Linked DNA regions of Zea mays: region 2 is linked to region 1. A link is a contact called in public Hi-C data. All regions are on one chromosome and are shown on one strand. The core of a region is the stretch at or near the end of the contact, and the rest is flanking DNA. Distances in the headings are between cores, read along the strand shown.

Region 1 (5,217 bases), core at 1,707-4,206:
TTGGCCATGTACGGACGTACCCATAGTCATCCCTGACTCTATGTTCTGGGGCAGTTATGGATCCTTTCTGAGGGGCCAACCTTCGAATCCCTGATCTGTAAAGGGCTCGGAGCCCACGTTGTTCTAAGGCGGTTTCCTGAACCTTGCCAAGGGTCCAACCTTCGAACCCCTAAGCAGCAGGTGACTTATCACCTCTTCCTTCTCGAGGAAGGAAGTCCAAGGTCTGGGCGCCTCTCCCTGTTATCTGCGAAGGGATGAAAAAGAGGAGGGATAGAGGGCCACACCTTTTGATGCGTAATGTGAAGCGACGCTTGCTGACCGACGTCATCCCGACAGGAAGGGCGAGAATTTAATGTGACGGGACGCGTTGGCCCGTAGGCCGACCATTGCAGCACGCGTGCGTGGGGAATTCGAAGTGACCCAACCCATTCCTGGCCTTGACTCGGGGTGGCTCGGCCCATATCTCGGTGACTCCGTTCGCCCCTATAAATCCGCCCGAGGGCTCTTTCGTTCTTTGCCTTCTGCTCTTGCTTTCCTGCCCTAGCCACAAAAACTCTTGCGCTCTCTTCTTGTCTTCTTCCTTAGCTCTGATGGACGAGAAACTAAGCGTCCTTCCTCCCCACGACCCATGGCCGATCTCCTCTATCACCGTCGATGACCTGCAGGCATTGGTGGACATCGGGCTGCTCCGTCCCAGCTCCCACGGGCCACAGCTGGAGTGGATTGCACCAGGCGACGAGCAAGAACTGTCTCTGCCTGCGGGTTATGTGGTGAGTTTCACCCCCTTCCACGAGCGGGGTCCAGAGTGCCTACGAGTCGCTTCATGCGGGCGCTCTCGCATTACTATGGGGTGGAGCTTCACAACTTCAACCCCAACTCCATCGCTCAGGCGGCCAACTTCGTCGCCGTCTGCGAGTAGTACATGGGGATTGAGTCCCATTGGGACTTATGGCTCCACCTATTCCGGGCGGAGCCGTTCTCCCTCTCCACCGACGTGATGATGGTGCGCAACATGGTACGGGTTGGCGGCTGCACGCTTCTGCTGCGCTCGGATCAGACGCAGTTGTACATCCTTGCCATCCTCACCTCATCGAACAAAGGGTGGCAGGGCCGATGGTTCTACCTCCGCAACGATGACGGGCAGCAGCCAGTGTATACGTAGCACATCGTCTTTGCGGCGATGGAACACTGGCGGTGAGCGCTCCACGGGAGCACCAGGTCCAGCTGCAGTGCAGCTGGACGCCCTATGGAGGCTTGGGACCGCGGACTTACCGCGGTTAGAGTCATCGCCGCCTCCCATCGGAGGAGGGTATTGCTGCTAACCGAGTGTCGGCTCTGCCTGGACGAGATGACGGTCGTGGCCTCCATAGAAAGCTCCCAGATGGCATCGGACACCCTCTCCACCAACGAACTCCTCTGGCGGGTGAAGGGGGCGGTGTGGAAGGCAGACTACACCGCCCCCGTCCTAATGCGCCCCAACCAAGGCTACGTGTCCCTGGTGAGTCTTCAGATTCTCCTTCCATTCTCTCTTCCCTTTTTTCTCCATCTCATCCTTCTCCTCCCTTTCCCAGAGGCTGCAGGACTACCGAATCGCCCGACCTCCAGTTCTAGAGGACGTTGCCGGCCGAACAATGCGTCAGTTGGCCGTCGAGGAGAAGAAGAAGAAAGATGCGGACAAGAAGCGGGCCCACGAGAAGAGGGTAGCCCGTGACACATTGGAGAAGTGTCGTAGGGCGCAGGCGAGGGAGGGGTTGCCGTTGAACCCTCTCCCAGCACGCAGGAGGAGGACGATGAGGGGATGGAGGTCCGGCTGGGCTTCAGTCCCGAGGCCAGACTTTGGTCTGAGCCAGCCTCGGTGGGTCTATCGAGCGGCACGAACGTGCCCTCACAAGGGACAACAGCGTCCCTGTGAGAGGCGCGGGTGTCGGGCGAGCCAGGCCCTGTCCCTGCAGTTGCAGAGGAAGTGGTGGCCGTGGAGGAGAAGGCAGCCGCCCCGCCCTAGGTGGCTGCCACGAAGCTCGTGGATGAGAGGGCTGCCGTCCCGCTCTAGGTGCCCATAACGGGGCAGAGGCTGGCCGTCGTACCCCAGACCAGGTACGCCGCTAAACCATAGGAGTATTTTCTTTGTCCTTGAGTTCTACTTATGACTTTTTGTCTTGTTATGCTTCAGCATAAAGCGCAAGGCCCGCAAGCCGGCCTTTATTGCCACTAAGGAGGTGAAGTCTGGTGTGGGACGTTGGCCGAGGCCGTGACTCGCTCGCACACGTGGCTCGACGCTGTCGTGGAGGCCATCCAGCGGGGCACCGAGGTGGTCCAGCTTGCCCTCGGTGGGCATACTGGGCAGGGTGCTACAGACGTCGAGGTGGCTGCGGCGCCTCCGACGACTTTGGCCGAGGCCATCACCGTCTCTTCCGGGGAGGAGGCGGGGTGTCGGACGCAATGTCGACCGGGCACCACCCACCATCTTGGACCTCCTGCGTGCCATCCCCGACTCCTCGGTTGTTGTCTGGAGCCTCGAGGTGGCAAGTGTCGAGGAGGTCGGCCCCTCGAAGCGGCCTGAGAAACCCTTTGTGAGATGTCCCTTTCTACGAGTGGTGTAGTGATGTTGCTTTTTTTCTTCTCAGGGGCTGATGGCGAAATCTGCTGCCAAGTCCATCTTCATCCGTCGTGAGTGTGACGTCTGGGCCGCGCTGCAGCGCCAGCAGGGCCTACTGTATCGCTCAAACGAGCAGCTAGCCCTGAAGAGCGCCGAGGCGCGGACCTGACTTCACTGTGCGTGGAGTTGAAGGACGAGGTCACGGCTATCCGCGGGAGAGTGGAGCCGCTTCAGGAGGAGGTGCGGCTGCTGAACACAAAGGTGTCGCCGTTGGCGGAGGAGGTGCAATAGTTGAAGGAAAGCCTCCTGGTGGTGACTGGCTGGTGGTGACTGGCGAATGAGATGAGTCTCGCCGCTAGGCCACCCAGGCCTCCTCCCGAGCCGACTTCCTTGCAAAGGAATTGGAGGCCGAGCGATCTGAGGCCCAAGGCCTGAAGGCCCAAATGGGAGGTACGCGTTGCTTCCTCCTCTTTGTCTATTTGGTTTTTGTCAGCCCTGGCTCAGTGTAACAATTATCCTCTAGAGCTCCGGCGGGATTTGGACACCTCCATCGAGACTTCCCAGACGCTCTCCCGGAATGAAAGGGAAATAGTCTCAATATTTCCTATAATCGATTTTGGTGTTTGACGACCATCACAAACCTTGTGGACTAACCAATATGCCTAGTTGATCATTTCATAGGTGCATAAGTTCATCTACAACTATTCTAAATCGACTGTCCAGAATACCGTAGATTATTCCGGACAGGAGAAGCTTTTTGGAAAAACACCTATGCGCGGACCGTCCGGGCCATTGCGGCGGACCATCCGCGGCACCAAGGTGAACCTCGGATAGGAACACTGCAAAAACACAAGTCTACTCTACGGATCGTCGAACGGAGAAGCGAGCACCGTCCGAGACCAAGCGCGGACCGTCTGGCTTCAGGCGCGGACCGTCCAGTCGGTGAAAACCAGAAAAAACCCGAAGGTGACGGGTTCGGTAAAATGTATTTTCAGCGTCCTCGCGGACCGTCCAGGGTGCACGACCGGACCGTTGAGAGCACCTAGAGGGGGGGGGGGGTGAATAGGTGATCCTGTAAAACTTAAAACTTAACACCACTAACTTGATTAAGAGTTAGAACAATGAAATCAAGTGAGTAGAGAGGAGAGCTCTTGTGAAGCACAATAGACACAATAAGGACAAGCACAAGAGACACGAGGATTTATCCCGTGGTTCGGCCAAGTACAAAACTTGCCTACTCCACGTTGTGGCGTCCCAATGGACGAGAGTTGCACTCAACTCCTCTCAAGTGATCCAATGATCAACTTGAATACCACGGTGTTCTTCTTTACTTTACTCTTTCCCGTTTGCGAGGAATCTCCACAACTTGGAGTCTCTCGCCCTTACAATAAGAATCACAATGAAGCACTAGAGTAAGGGAGGGAAGCAACACACTCAAATCCATAGCAAATACGCACACACAAGACCAAGACTTGAGCTCAAAAGAGTATCACAAGGTTCTCACTAGAACGGAGCTCAAATCACTAAGAATGTCGAACAAGTGTGCAAGAATGAAGTGTGAATGATCAACAATGCTCAAAGGTTGCTTGGTGTGCTCCTCCATGCGCCTAGGGGTCCCTTTTATAGCCCCAAGGCAGCTAGGAGCCGTTGAGAGCATTCCAGGAAGGCAATTCTTGTCTTCTGTCGCCTGGCACACCGGACAGTCCGGTGCACCACCGGACACTGTCCGGTGCACCACCGGACACTGTCCGGTGCAGATTTCTTTCCTTCTTTGGCGAAGCCGACCGTTGGCGGTTCAGAGCCGTTGGCGCACCGGACAGTCCGGTGCCCCCTTTTGACCGTTGGCTCTGCCACGCGTCGCGCGCGGATTACGCGGCCGGCCGTTGGCCCGACCGACTGCTGGCTCACCGGACAGTCCGGTGCACACCGGACAGTCCAGTGAATTTTAGCCATACGCCGCCGACGATTTCCCGAGAGCGGCCAGTTTGCCAGAGCCAGCCTGGCGCACCGGACACTGTCCGGTGCACCACCGGACAGTCCGGTGTACCCAGACTGAGCAGACTTTTGGCTGCTTCGAGCCAAGCTTTTCCAATTGAATTTTCTCTGATTCTAGCACTTAGACAAACATGTTAGTACACAAAAACCAATATACTAAGTCTAGAATCATACCTTTGTATTGATTTGCACCTTATCCACCATTTGGCATAGTTTATCACTTAAGCACTTGTGTTGGACACTAAATCACCAAAATACTTAGAAATGGCCCAAGGGCACATTTCCCTTTCAATCTCCCCCTTTTTGGTGATTTATGCCAACACAACAAAAAGCAACTAAAAGAAGTGCAACATCAATGCAAATGAAAACACAAATTTGTTTTGTCTCAAATTTGGCATATTTGGATCATCCTTTGCCACCACTTGGTTTGTTTTTGAAAATCAAACTCAATTCCCTATCTCTAAGTCAAACACACTTGTTGAGACATCAAGAGAGTTGTTCAAAGAGAAATTGATCAAGGATTTCAAAAACTCCCCCTATTTCCCATAATCAATTATTCTCCCCACAAGAGATCAACTTTTGACCATAAGAGACAAACAAGAGTATTTTGACAAACAAAAACTCCA
Region 2 (5,291 bases), core at 2,423-4,922, 350 kb after region 1:
CGTGACATTCCACTACTTTCCAAAGTTATCATATAAGTCTATCTCAAATTCATGAGGTGAGAAATGAAAATTGATTTTATAGATTTACATACTATTTCAACTTATAGCACACTCTTCTACTTGCTTCGCTATAATATAAATGTACTATATAACTATCTCTCATATGATTTATAACAATATACAAATATATTATATATATAAATATATAAACTTAATTAGTTTTGTCTAAATTATAATTATTAAAATGAAATTAAATTCCAACGAAACAAACGGAACCTAAGATTCTTTTGAAATTCGTACATTCAAAATGAGGCCTTGAATTTTCCTAATAAACTACGAACTAACAAAATGGAGAGACGAGCGCTTTGGATTCGCGCGAGAACGATCAGCCAGCGCCCAGCCGCCCACACACTATAGGTGTACATTTGGGTTGTGCCTAACAGGCCGGCCCAAAGCACACAATTTTAGGCACGGCCCAGGCCCGGCACGACCCAACCTATTTGCGGGCCCAGGGCGGCCTGGCACAATGCATGGGCCGTGCCTGGGCCTCAACTCAAGCACACAGGCCGGCCTGGCACGACCCATTTAACTAAGGCACACTAAAGCCCACTAAACTTAAAAACCCTAGTCCCTAGCGATCCTATCCGTCGACCGTCCGATCCAACGGCCACTTCCCACCCCACCCACACGGGCACACGGCCGCCACACCAATTCTATTTGGCAGCGCACGCCGCACAGCAAACCCTAAGTCTTCCACTCTTCCCTTCCCACCGACCACCGCCGCTCGCTCGTTCCCTGCTCGCGCGGTCGCCGACTCGCCGTCGCCTTCTCGCGTGGTCGCTCGTTCCCTCCGCCTTCTCGAGCGGTCGCTCGTTCCCTCCGTCAGGTATTTGCACGGTCGCCTTCTCGCGCAGTCGCTCGTTCCCTGCTCATTCCCTGCTCCCTCGTTCTCGGCCTCGTTCCCAGACGGTCAGGTATTTGCGCGCCGCCTCCGCCTCATTCCCTGCTCCCTCGTTCTCGGCTTCTCGCGCCGCCTCCCTGTCCCGCGCGGTCGCGCCGCCTCCCTGTTCCGCCACCCGCTAGGTAACACACGCTGCTCTTCCCTGTGCGCAGCGAGCCCGCGAGCTTCCTCGACGTCGGCAATGGCGCAAGGAAATGGAGGTGGCGCCCCGACTCCACTTCCCCAGCTCGGTGCACGGGCCACGGCCACCCTGTCTCTACCTCAACGGCAAGCCACAACAGCGTCTACCGCAGATCCGACTCTGAATCATCCGACCTCCATTGAGGATGGCGTCGGTGGCAGATCTTCGTTCACGCCAACGCCGAGTGCAAGCCCAACTGTTGTAGGCAGCAGCTCGGACACAGGTAACAAGCGAGGTAGGAAAACCACCTCTGATGTGTGGAATGACTTCGAGCAACTCTACAAACAAGTTAATGGTAAGAAAGTCAGGTATGCAGCAAAATGTCACTACTGCAAATCACAGTTAACTGCTAAGGGTGGTACAGGTCATTTGCATCGACATCGTATTGCTTGTGCATCTAAAGCTGAGCGTGCAAGTAGGCCACAATCTTTACTTCAGTTTAATGGTGATGGTTCTGTGCGTTCATGGGATTATAATGCTGCTACTGCTCGTACTGAAATGTGTCGTTTGATTGCTACTTTAGATCTTCCTTTGGGTTTTGGTGGTCATCCTGCTTTTGAGCGTTACATTAGACGCTCTCATAATCCTAGGTTCCGTTCTGTGTGTAGACAGACAACGACTAGAGATCTTGTTAAGTTTTTCAAGCAACGTCGTACCGTGTTGATTGATCTATTGCAATCTAGTGTGTCATCTGTTGCACTCACATCTGATATATGGTCTGGTAATGCGAAGGAAGATTATATTAGTGTTGTTGCCCATTTTGTTAATGTTGATTGGTTGTTAGAGAAAAGGGTCATTGGAATGAGGCTTATTGATGTTTCGCATAGTGGCTCTAATATTGCAGAGCGGGTTGCAACTGTTGTTGAAGAGTTTAAGTTGATTGATAAGGTTTTTTCTGTTACTCTAGATAATGCATCAGCTAATTCTAATGCTATGAACATCCTTACACCAAGGTAGTGTTTGGTTGAAGAGCCAAGTAGAACGGAGTCGTTCTGTCCCAGTTTTGTTGCTGTTTGGTTACAAAGTAACTAGAACGGAATGGCTCCAATTAGAGAATATTCTCCTCAGATTCGGAACCATTCCGCTCCAAAAAATCAACCGAACGGAGCCGCTCCGTTCCCATCCCGCTCTCACAGTCACGCTCCGTTCCGTTCACTCTGCAACCAAACAAAAAACAGAGCCACTCCGTTCCAGATTACCAAACACAGAACAGAGCGGCTCCGTTCCTAGAATTAGGGATGTATCGGCTCCGTTCTACTTGGCTCCTCAACCAAACACTGCCCAAGATTCTCTGGTTATGTTGGTTCTCTATTCTTGCATCAGAGATGTGCATGTCACATAATTAATCTCATTGTAAAATCTGGTTTGAAGCGTTTGAAACCTTATGTTGAAGATTTCAGAACTGCAATATCATTTTTAAATGCTTCCAACCAACGCATCGCTGCATATAAATCTTATTGTGCTGCTATGGATGTTCGTCCTCGCAAATTTGGTTTGGATATGGATGTTAGATGGAACTCTACATATGGATGTTAGCAAATTTGGTGGCACCAGGTTGCAAAGGGCAACTCAATCCGTAAGTACTAGCAAAGTGAAATCTGCTTGGGGTAAGATTTATGGTACTTCATCTTCTAACACTAGAACTACTACTACTTCTGTTGGCCATACTTCTTCGCCTTCTAATTTCTGTCCAGTCTCTGAGTTGTCCATGTATGTTGACAGTGATCCAATTACTGTGTTTGATGATGATTTTGATATTCTTAGTTGGTGGCGTGAGCATAAGAATACATACCCTATTCTCTCCATTTTAGCTAAGGATGTTCTAACTGTACCTGTTTCAACTATTAGCTCCGAATCTGTTTTTAGTCTTGCTGGCAGGGTGCTTGAGGAGAGGAGACGTTGTCTAACTAGTGAGATGGTGGAGACCTTGACATGTTTGAAGGATTGGCAGATGAGCGACGATAGAGAACAACACAACTTGGAGAATCCAGAGCTTCAACAAGCCTTCGAGAATCAGTATCTAGATGGTGATGGTGATGATAATCAAGATGCTCCTAGTGACTAGTGTGCATGTGGCCGTGTAGGATTATATCATTGTATATGTATTTCGTATGTATGGCTGTATTACTCAACTAAACTCTCGAAACATTGAACTGATTACTATTTTTGAGCTAGATGTACTCTTTTTCCCTTATGACCAAAGGTTTTTAATGAGGCAGCCACAAAATAGCTCAATTTTATTTGGTCATATATGTTCTGTACCTGAGTACCTCTGTTTTCGTATTATTATTGTTGCATTTTATATGTGGGCTGATCTGACACATTATGGTATTTTGGTCTTTTTGGGCCGGTCTGACACACATTAGTAATTGTGTGCTGTGCCGTGGGCCGTTGGCTCGGCCCATGTGCTGGCACGGCCCACAATTGGGGTTGTGCCTTTGTGGGTCGTGCCTAGATGTGCTTGTGCCGTGCCGGGCCAGGCCGGCCCACATGTACAACTATACCACACACCAAGAGCCACAGGCCAGAGGCCACGCGGCCACGCCGTCCTCTTCACCCCAGGGTTGCCGACGCGGCGACTCCGATCACCCACCACCGCTGCCCCCTGTCCTCCCTGCTGCCGCCTGTGCCGGGGCTAGCCCGCCGCGGAGCCATGTCGCGGTCCTTGAGCATGAGAGGGAGCATGAGGGCGCGCCGCGACCTGCCTCCTCCTGAGAAGGTGAGGGACCCCCTCTCCCCGTCCATCCCTTCCTCCCTCGGGCTTCTGCTCGGCCCCCGCGGGTGAGGTGAGCGTGCCCACATTAGTGCGATCGTTTGTGTCTTTCGGGCGTGTGTGCGATGGGCGAGTTGGATCTCGGGGAACCAACTCATGGCCAATTTGTTGGAACTAGGGTTTGCTGAAGACCTCCAATGCAAGGCGGCGCCGGCAAGCATTCAAGGGAACGAAAAAAAAATCTACAACGGGGTTGAGTTTCTCTTGGTTGAATCTAGTTGTCTGCAAAAAGGATGCTGTACACTTTTCTCGTTCCAGTTGGAAAAAAAAGGAAGCGACGAATAGTCCTATATAATAATTATATGAACACCAGAATTCCATATGGTTGCAAAACCTAACCACTATATTTGATAGTTTATCTTCCCCAAGGTTGGCACCATTTACTCGTACAAAACCAAACACAGTTATTAACTAGAAATCAGATTTCTTTTAGGACCTGTTTGGATCCCATGAATTCAAACCAATATCTAGCAAATGCTTCCCATTTCATTATTATATTACTTTCCAATTCCTATCAATTCCAGGGAACCAAACATGGCCTTATTCAATTTCCTATTTAAACTCTGGACGTTCGTTTAATATTACTTTTCTAGTTCTCTTCTGAAATTTCTGTAGCTACAGAAAGCAATCATTATCCATTAAGGGGGTAAAGATTTTGAAAAAACAATTCAATGATGTAAATATTCATGAGTACTTGGCCTACCACCTACTGGCTTGTGTGTGTTTCGACTAATGAGCCTTAGGTTAGAAAGTGGATGGGTTTAGTGACAAAACCTTGCCCTATATGCTATAAAGTATTTCACTGCACCCTTTTAGCATCAGCTGTTATGCGAGCTTGTGCTCCCTTGGCATCATTATGTTGTATTTTAGGCACAGGTCCTGTAGAGTTTTACTCAATTAATTAATAATTGTGAATTATGTGCATCAGACAATTGAAAGGCTTGAGAGTATGGTGGATGGAGGAAATTTCTATGAAGCTCAACAAATGTACAAGTCAACCAGTGCAAGGTACTACACATTATTTATCTTAGTAACAAATGGTTGGCTCTAGACGAGGATATTTTTTAACTCAACATGAGATTTGCTCCCATGGAAGTCGGACTTAGGACCTGAGGAGTGCTAATCAGACCATCTAACCAGCTAGAGGCCCTTTCAGCTTTCGCAACAGCCTTATGTTTCAATCTATTTAAAAGTTTCTTATAACATGATTATATCAACCTTCCACACCATTATTACTTCAAGTTGACTCCCTGATCAAGAGCCAGATTGGTTTGTTATTTCACTTATTTGTCATTTGTTTGACTCATATGGCGTCTTGAAGGTGCTCATGGCAGGTCATAGTTATATACATTTCAAGTAAAATAAAGAACAATGAC

The links. A called contact is a pair of places that touch in the nucleus more often than the background predicts.
Region 2: a Hi-C map of leaf shows a contact between it and region 1, with 6 times the contacts expected there. The contact joins the promoter of LOC100191361 here to the enhancer-like site in region 1. A contact is called at or near these places in 3 of 25 Hi-C or Micro-C datasets (ear, endosperm and leaf).

What each region holds. Positions count from the first base shown.
Region 1 is chr8:16,057,450-16,062,666 of Zm-B73-REFERENCE-NAM-5.0, forward strand. No RefSeq gene overlaps it. Among protein-coding and RNA genes, the nearest start is that of LOC103634840, 40 kb to the left of the region's middle. Within about 2 kb of position 2,957, at least 18 of the 20 cell types and tissues checked have an H3K27ac peak or open chromatin away from gene starts, as enhancers often do. A contact at or near this core is called in ear, endosperm and leaf, where this site is marked.
Region 2 is chr8:16,409,172-16,414,462 of Zm-B73-REFERENCE-NAM-5.0, forward strand. LOC100191361 reads left to right here and starts at 3,673. Exons shown (of 12, transcript NM_001136795.1): 1 at 3,673-3,861; 2 at 4,844-4,923. The coding sequence starts at 3,796.